Regions from separate parts of the Mus musculus genome. Here region 1 is linked to region 2. Evidence: chromatin contacts called from public targeted proximity ligation data. All regions are on one chromosome and are shown on one strand. The core of a region is the stretch at or near the end of the contact, and the rest is flanking DNA. Distances in the headings are between cores, read along the strand shown.

Evidence for each region.
Region 1: a contact with region 2 is called in a targeted proximity ligation map of memory CD8 T cells, with 50 read pairs. A contact is called at or near these places in 11 of 484 Hi-C or Micro-C datasets (B cells, CD4 T cells, Th2 cells and 6 more), 5 of 130 datasets of targeted methods (the NIH/3T3 cell line, effector CD8 T cells, embryonic fibroblasts and 2 more) and 3 of 9 other capture datasets (adipose tissue, liver and pancreatic islet).

What each region holds. Positions count from the first base shown.
Region 1 is chr15:66,858,838-66,863,288 of GRCm38.p6, reverse strand. No RefSeq gene overlaps it. Among named protein-coding and RNA genes, the nearest start is that of Sla, 29 kb to the right of the region's middle.
Region 2 is chr15:66,716,314-66,720,381 of GRCm38.p6, reverse strand. It overlaps Tg (thyroglobulin), which reads right to left. Exons shown (of 48, transcript NM_009375.2): 24 at 3,139-3,254; 25 at 624-732. Among named protein-coding and RNA genes, the nearest start is that of Tg, 48 kb to the right of the region's middle.

The sequences.
Region 1 (4,451 bases), core at 4-2,503, 140 kb before region 2:
GCAGCATCCAGTCGGGAGGTGCTAGCCCATCACTTTTCCTGCCAGCTATAAATGTGGCAGTGGCTGGCCCCCATTTCAGTAGGATATCAGTGCCCATAATTCTAACTCTCACAGAACCTGTGCCCTGTGAATGCAAGCCCCAGATCCCTGGACACAATCTTGAAGATAAGATACATACTCAGCATGTCAAGGGTCACCAACACTAGGCCAAACCTATGTGTAGGGAGTCATTTTATAGTCTCCATAAGATGCAGTGAGATGGAAGACAAGGAGACAGACAGGTTGATTATCAGTGAGACAGTCAACCTACCCACCTGCAAATGGAGAATCACATTGGATGAATGCGTCCAAGCCTTGGGAATCTGCTTCCATGCCCACCCTCCCCCATGGGTGGAAGATCAGATGTAGAAGCGCTTCAGGTATAGGCATTGAATGGTTCCTTTATAAAATAAAAATATTTTACAACCCTGAAGTACTCACATGGGTTAACAACTCATGTAGACCCTTAGCCTGGAAGCAGAGAAAGTGTGCCCGCTCCTTTCCCCACTCATTCACACTGTGCCGTGTCACAGGAAATACTCCCACAGCATGGAAACAGTGGGGAAACTCCCCTGGAGGGGGCTCTCCCGCACTGCTATCAGTTGAGGAAGGGAATGAACAGCTTACATGCTGAGGCCCACGAAGGAACAACTCTCCTCGTGAAAGTGTACACTGCATCTCCAAATTTTACCGGGAATTGAACATCCTTTCAGTTTCATTGATAGAATCTTGGGCATCAGGCCACGGGTTCATTTCTAGTACCAATACCCACTTCCACAAAGATTCATTCATTCATTCATTCATTCATTCATTTTCGTTTGCCTCCAGAGGTGATACTGTCATTTCTATAGGGCTTTAAAGTGATGTGTCACCCAAGGCTATGCAAGTAGAATGGGAAGCAGGGGAGATATAGAAGAAAGAGAGCAGAGAGATCCAAAGGACTTGTGGGACGTTGAAGATACATTCTATAGGCCCCTAGGACTAGTTAAGGAGTTTGTAGTTGTAAGATTTTTGACTACAGAGTAGGTCCATAGAAGAGACCAGGCAGGAGAGAGGGAGTCAAGGTGAGACGTGTACTCCGGGGTCTCCACATTCCTTTCCAAGCTTTCCAAGAGGAATATGGATCCTCAAAGGAACAGTCTGGAGGCAGGGCCGATCACATTTGAGTGTGGGACACACAGTAGTAAGCAGCAGCCTGCAGGCTTTCGGAATGAGTCAGGGACTGGCTGCCTGCAGTGGTATTTTCCACCCCAGGCCATATGGGCTGAGTCTGAGCTTCAGAGGAAACCACTTGGCAAGAGACAGGCTGAGAAATCTTAAATCATACACAAATTTCTCTCTCTCCCACACTCCACAGGACCTCTAGCTCTGGCCTGCATAAACACTCCACATACCACCTCAACCCCAGCACATGTAAGCGCCCACATGCACACATATCCCCACCAGCACAAGGACTACATCCACAAACACGTGCACACACACATACGCACATGCATACACACATACAAGCATGCATACACACAAACACCCCAACACATACACCCATCACATGCACATACACATGCATAAACACATCACAACACACACATGCACTCATGGACACACATTCACATCAACACACACACATATGCACACACACAAACACACACATACAGAGAAAGAGAGAGAGAGAGACAGAGAGAGAGAAAGAGAGAGAGAGAGAGAGAGAGCCATACTTGATTTCTTTTAAAGCAGTGTATTGGCTCCCTCACACTCTCCTCTGTACTGTTCTATCAGTGTGTAGTTACATGCTATGGAAACTCCCCATGTACGTGGGCCTCCCACATTATCAACATCACAGTGGAAGAGGACCAGGAAACTAGCATAGGAATTTACCGAAGCACACTGAGGAATTGCTATCATCTCAAACCCTCTGAAACTTCCTGGTGGAACTAGGTGGAAATTATATAGTTGTTTCTTGAGAAAAACATCTTAATGGGCCTTTGAGGTTGGAAAAGCAAACTTCCAAACATCTCTGGCTTGCCCTACTCAGGTCACGAGAATACACTAGCTGGGTTATCTGATGAGTTAGAAGAATTTCATATTTTCTTTTTCCTAATGGGCTGAAAACAAAAGAAAGGCCAGATTCAGGACTTGGACGGAGAGAGAGTACAGATTAGTTCTCTCGAGATTTCACAAGCCAATGGGACCCTGAGGCCGGAACAGGAGAGGATGGCCAAGAAATCAGAATGATCTAGTTAGTATACATTCAGCGGTTTCCTGATGTTCTGTGGTCTGTGTTCATGACCTCGGCCTTTAGTAATTCTACCTAAGCTGCAAGTCTGAGCAGATGGTGAGGGAAGAAACCAGTGAGTGCAAGGCCTTCCAGGAAGAAGGCAGCAGATGCAGGGGCTGATGTTGACTGAGCAGGCTCAGTTCAAAACAGCAAATGCTGGGGGAGAGAGAACATGAGGAACACTTACTTGGGGAGCTTCATGGGACACCTTAGGACTACTGCAGGGCACCCCAGGCCCATTGCTTGGCCTTCACGGTGAGGTCTTGGGGTGAATTGCAATGCTACAGGCAGGGAGCTGGTTTTCTTGCCAAAGCTGTGTTGACAAGAATAGAGGTCATCTTCCTGTCACATAGGCATCAGGGTCCTCCCCAAGGGGGTAACCCAGTCTATTCTCCTACGGAATCATGGTGAAAGTGGAATGGCATGATAGGACTGCATACACGGTGTGAATTGTGGACAGCTGCCGTGGCGGAATCTGGTTGTCCTGCTAGAAGATGAAGTTTCTGATGGTTGCTTGGAGGGTCTAGCCCAATGAGAACACTACTCAGAGGCAGGCCTCTGGCTAGGAAGGGATCTCTGAGCTTCCAGGATGCCAGACATCCTGTCTCATTACTTTCTCCAGAGTTCTTGGGAAGGGAGATGAGCTTCTCAAGTCTTGAAGGACAGAAACTGGAGCTGTGAAATGCTAGTAGAGGACAATGTCACCAGAGGAAAGAATGAGAAAGTGGCAGGCAGGGGACTAATTCTATAGACTCCCAGAGCCATGGGAAGTAACAAAGATGTCTTGCATGCCTCACAAAGTGCCTGCTTTCTGGAGGAGGGAGACTTGGAGCTGATTTCTAGCCAGTACCCAAGTAGTCAATGACAACAAATGACAATCTGACAGTCTATGGAGGAGTAGAACATTCCTATCTCCCTAGAGGGACCAATGAAGGTGGAAAGGGAGGTGAGAAGAAGGAAGTGCCAGGCAGAGGAGAAGGTGAGTGCTCTCACGTATGTGCACGTGCCTTCTCCCCCACCTCCTACACATGCCTTAGGTCATTGTCAGATGTGCTGGCTCTGGGCATTCAGCAGCCCAAATACCTTTCCTGCCTTCTCCTGGTTTAATAATGGATGGTAGTGGGCAAGTTGGAGAGATTTCTGTATCTTTGTTTAATTTTGCTTTTGAGACAAGGTCTTTTTGTGTAGTCGTGGCTATCCTGGAACTCATTATGTAGACCGGGATGGCTTTAAGCCTCACAGAGGTCCTCCTGCCTCTGCCTCGCAAGGGTTGGGATGAAAGATATGTACCACCATTCAATTTCTGTGTCTTTAATGCTTGAATGATGACTGGTGATGGTGTGGGAAATATGCCAGCTAGTGCACAAGAGACTGGCTGTCCTCAGGACAGAGCTCAGCTGAGCAAGTTGTTGATGAAGGTGGCTGGGGCTAGATAAGGAAATGGCATCAGCTAAGTCCCTGTAGGGCCAGCAAAACTGATGCAATCCAGCTGTCACCTTGCTGTCCATGTTCCAAATATAAGAGGGCTTCTCAAAGGAAGGCTCCCATATGAAGTGACACATGTACTCAGTAGTTGAGTATTCTAGTTTCATTTCTGTTGCTGTCATAACATGTCCTGTCAAAAGCAACATAAGCAGGTATGCAAGAGGAGTTTCCATCGCAAGCAGTTTCACATGCCTCAAGCAACTAGTCTCATAACATCCACAATCAAGAGCAGGAAGAAGTTAAGTACATTCATGCAGCTTGCTTGCTGCTTGCTTGCTCGCTTGCCGCTTGCTTGCTTTCTTTACTTGTATACTTTTCTTTAGTTTTCTTCGTTTTGATACAGCTCAGAGACCAGCTTAGGGAATGGTGTTGCCCATCATCAGCTGAAGTCTTCTTATATCAATTAACAATCCAGGCAATCTCCCCAGAAACACCTCCAGACCAACCACATCTACATATTTCCTCACTGAGACTCTTCCTAGGTGATTCTAGATTATGTCAAGTTGACAGTTAAAACTAACCAGCACAATGAACAAAGGTCCCTGAGCCTCTGAGCCTGTGGTTAGATGTCCTCCTGGCTCATCGGAAAGATCAGCCCCAACTCTGCTTCTGTAGAAGTGATGAGGTTGTTCTAAGCTTACATAAAAAAAGA
Region 2 (4,068 bases), core at 537-3,036:
AAAAGACAAAGGAGCTAGAAGGTCTGGGAGACATGGCTGCAGGGAGCTAAGCCAGGATCTGCTGGAATGCCAGATGTAAGCAGGGTGAAGGCCTTGGTACGCATGCACCTAGGCCAAGCTGGCTGGGTGCATGTCTGCACTCTGTTGCATGCATATAAGCCAAGCTGGCTGGGTGCATGTCTGCATTCTGTTGCATGCACCTAGGCCAAGCTGGCTGGGTGCATGTCTGCACTCTGTTGCATGCATATAAGCCAAGCTGGCTGGGTACATGTCTGCATTCTGTTGCATGCACATAGGCCAAGCTGGCTGGGTCCCTGTCTGCACTGTGTCTGTGTTTCCATTGGCTCCTTGGTTCCTGCTGTATGAGACTCACAGCCCCAGCAGACCGGGATAAAAACCAGAACTGATGGCTCAGATGAATGTTACAGAAATCCTTTTGTAGCTGCTGGGAGGACACTGTCTGTCTGCAGAAGGCAGGTGGGTTGAGCCTGCTTCAGGTGGGATCAGGGAGAAGAGGGTCTCATGCATGCAGTGAGGTGAGGGGTCAATCTCCTCCTCACAGACACATCATTCTGAAACCACTCTAAACACAATCAAGGGATGCTCCAGCATCGCCAACCTACCTTTCTTCACATACACAGCCAGAGAATCCTTGCCACTATTTCTCACTTTCACCTGGCACCTGAGGCTCCCGAAACTGGTTGCCTTCAGGCTGCCCATAGCATCTTGTTCCTGGAAGTGGAAAGGGCCCCGTTATCATCCAGTATTTCCATTAGTTCAAAGCAATTCAACACATACTTACCAAACTCTGACCACAGTTATCAAGAAGATGCAAGGAAAATTCGTGAGGACTTCTGGTTCTAGCTTTCCTAGCCTATTAGAAGGGCACACATGTGAGCAGTAAACTCCCATCAACAGTGATGGTCGCTGCACATAGCTGTGCAACTGGAGTCTGTTACAGGGGTGACAGTGATTAATTCTATGGAGAAGGAGAACTGAGGAGAGCTTCCCAATAATACTGAATGTGGATGGGGCTCTAATTGAAGACCAGAATTTTGTCCAGTGAAATGGGTAATGGCCAGAGAGGGGAGGAGGGAGGAGTCAGCTTGGGGAGGCCTTGCAGGTGTTCTGCCCACAGGCAGATTTGAAGCTTAGAAACCTCAGCTCAACCTGCAGAGCACCTTGCCGTTCTTGGTCACCTTGGCACTCTTCTGATTTGCTCTCATCAGTTCCACGGGTGAGTGGGTAGGACAAAACTAGCATACTCATCCCTGCTTATCATATAGTATTTGCCCCTCCTCAGAGTTGCTAGCCATGACGTTTCTTATGAGGGCTTTACAGAGGGCAAAGATTTAAATACAGGCTACTTGAAGGCACTGGCTCTTCATGCTTTCTTTACTGAAGAGATGGAGGATGGAATGAAGGGCCACAAAAACCATTAAAAGAAGGAGGTGTGAATGCCTGAAAAGGATTGAAATACAAACCCAGAGCAGTGAAAGTTCCTCTCTTATCCCTTCTGGTTGCATCCTGATTGGGCTGGAACCATAAGATGCAGGGGGAATTACTAAACTTAGCAGACTGAATTCCTGCACTGCAGCTCCAGAATCTCAAAGGAGTTGGAGCCAAAGAGCCAGGGAGGCTATGAGAACTGTTGGGAATGGGGTCCTAGACTGGAACAAGGTGGACCAATTATAAGTAACCAACATCCAAGCCCCACCCCTGCATTACTGCACTGATAGCCCAGGGCCTTGGGAGGAACCTTAACAAAGTTCTATGCAAGACTTCCTGTGAAACTTCCTGTTGACCTAGTTAGAGATTGGGGAGGGGAATAACATTGACACAGGTGATATCTATTATAGTAATATTCATAGCAGAAATTGTCCTGTAATTTTTTTTCTAAAGGGGTTCTTCAATCCCCACAATCGCCCCGTGATGTGTTGCTATGTGGGTTATCTGAAGGACCTGGGAGCTAAAAAGCAGGAAGTGAGTGGTAGGCACTGATATTTGTTTGCATCTGTGTCCTGCCAGTATTTCATTTACATCTAATAAGCTGCTAAAACTCTGGGGGAGCCCTCTCCATTACATCTTGCAAGGCATGAACACTCTGACACATGTGTTCAGAGAACAGGCATGTGCAATTCCCAGTGTAGGTGATGTCTTAAAAGTACCATGCACCTTAGTGTGGACTGGCTACCACACTAAAATGGTACAGATATGCAAAAGTCCTTAGGAAGAAAAGATTTATTATGTTAACACACACAAAACCTAAAAGAGGCTTCAATACATAGACATTTTTCTAAGAGGACACAGAAGAATTTAAATGGACACAGAAGAAGGAAACTTGCAAGATCAGCCATTAGGGACCCTGGGACCCAGGAACTGATTTTGGCTGGATGGCCTCCTATTCTAATGGAATGGTGGTGGGTATTTTTGTTTGTTTTTGTTTTTGTTTTTTAATGTTCTACAAGGATTTTCTTTTCTTTTCTTTTGGGAGGAGTATTTTATTTATTTACATTTCAAATGCTATCCCCCTTCCTGTTTTCCCCACAACCCCTCTGTCCCATCCCCCCTTTACCTGATTCTATGAGGGTACTTCCCCACCAACCCACCCACTCCCTCCTCCTCACCCTGGCATTCCCCTACACTGGGGCATCAAGCCTGCACAGGACCAAGGGCCTCTCCTCCCATTGGTGCCAGATAAGGCCATCCCCTGCTACATATGCTATGTGGCTAGAGCCATGGGCCCCCCATGTGTACTCTTCGGTTGGTGGATTAGTCCCTGGGAGCTCTGGGGGTTCTGGTTTGTTGATATTGTTGTTCTTCCTATGGGGTTGCAAACCCCTACTACACTTGACTTTTACAATGAAAGCAATGCAGGTGCTCAGAACTTAGGAGTCAAATGGTTCTCTGGGCTCTGGACAATAGCCCCTTAGCATGAGGAACCAAGCTGCCTTATGAGGTAAGTAATGGCAGAGGACAATGAGGCTACTCCACACTAAGGCACCATCCTGATGATCAGATGCTACACTGACCCTTTGTGGCTCTGGCCCACCACAACTGCCATTCCCAAATTCAAAATCTGCAGGCACAGAGGCCACCAGATTGATTCCACAGGAACAGGAATCTGTTTTGGCTTACCTGGTCAGAAGTCACGCAGGCAAAGTTGTCCCTTGTCCAAGAATAAAAGTCACATGAAACCTCTGACTCCATTGTGGACACTGTAAGGAAGCTGCAGGCCTCATCATTTGCACAATCTGCAAGTATCACAGTAGAGCCACCTCTGAGCTCTCAGGTGATGCCGAGGGTAGGGCAAACCCACAGCCTGTCCTTACCCTCATCATGTACATATCCCTGCTATTCACACACACACACACACACACACACACACACACACACACACACACACTTCCTTTCATGATGCCCCACATTAACTGGGCACTAGAAAGCAGTGACTTTCAACCAACAAATGGCTAGTCTCATTAGAACTCAAAAAAAAGAAGATTGATATTAGTCTAACATGTCCCTAGTCCTAACAGACTCCTGCCCTTCTACCAAATTAACTTGATTTTCACTGCAAGCAAGACCCTACTTCAGGCTCAGGGATGAGGTCAGTCAAAGCAACAACCATTCTGGATCACTCTCAGAACTATCAGGTTAATTTGTGCTGACCTAGTCCCAGCTCTGCTGCTATGTCCCAAGAACACACTGTCCCAGTGCCCCTTTAACCCACTTCTTCCTTTTCTTCTCCACCCTTCTCTTCTGTTCTCTGTGGCACATGGCTTTCTTTTCTCTAATCAGTGGTACCCATACTACTCCCTGGCACAGCCATTTCATGGTCCCTCCTCCTAAATGGCAATGAGACCTACAGCAGCCTCTTGATACTTATTATGGGAACATTTATGCCTCCCATTCCTATGTTCAACCATAACCACCACTACATGAGAATATGACTATAATTTATTTAGAGTTAGGGTCTGTAAAGAGGTAATTAAATAATGTGAAATGAGGTTATAGTCTATGTCCTAATAGAGAGAAGAAACCAGGACAATACACGGGGGAGTCTGTGTG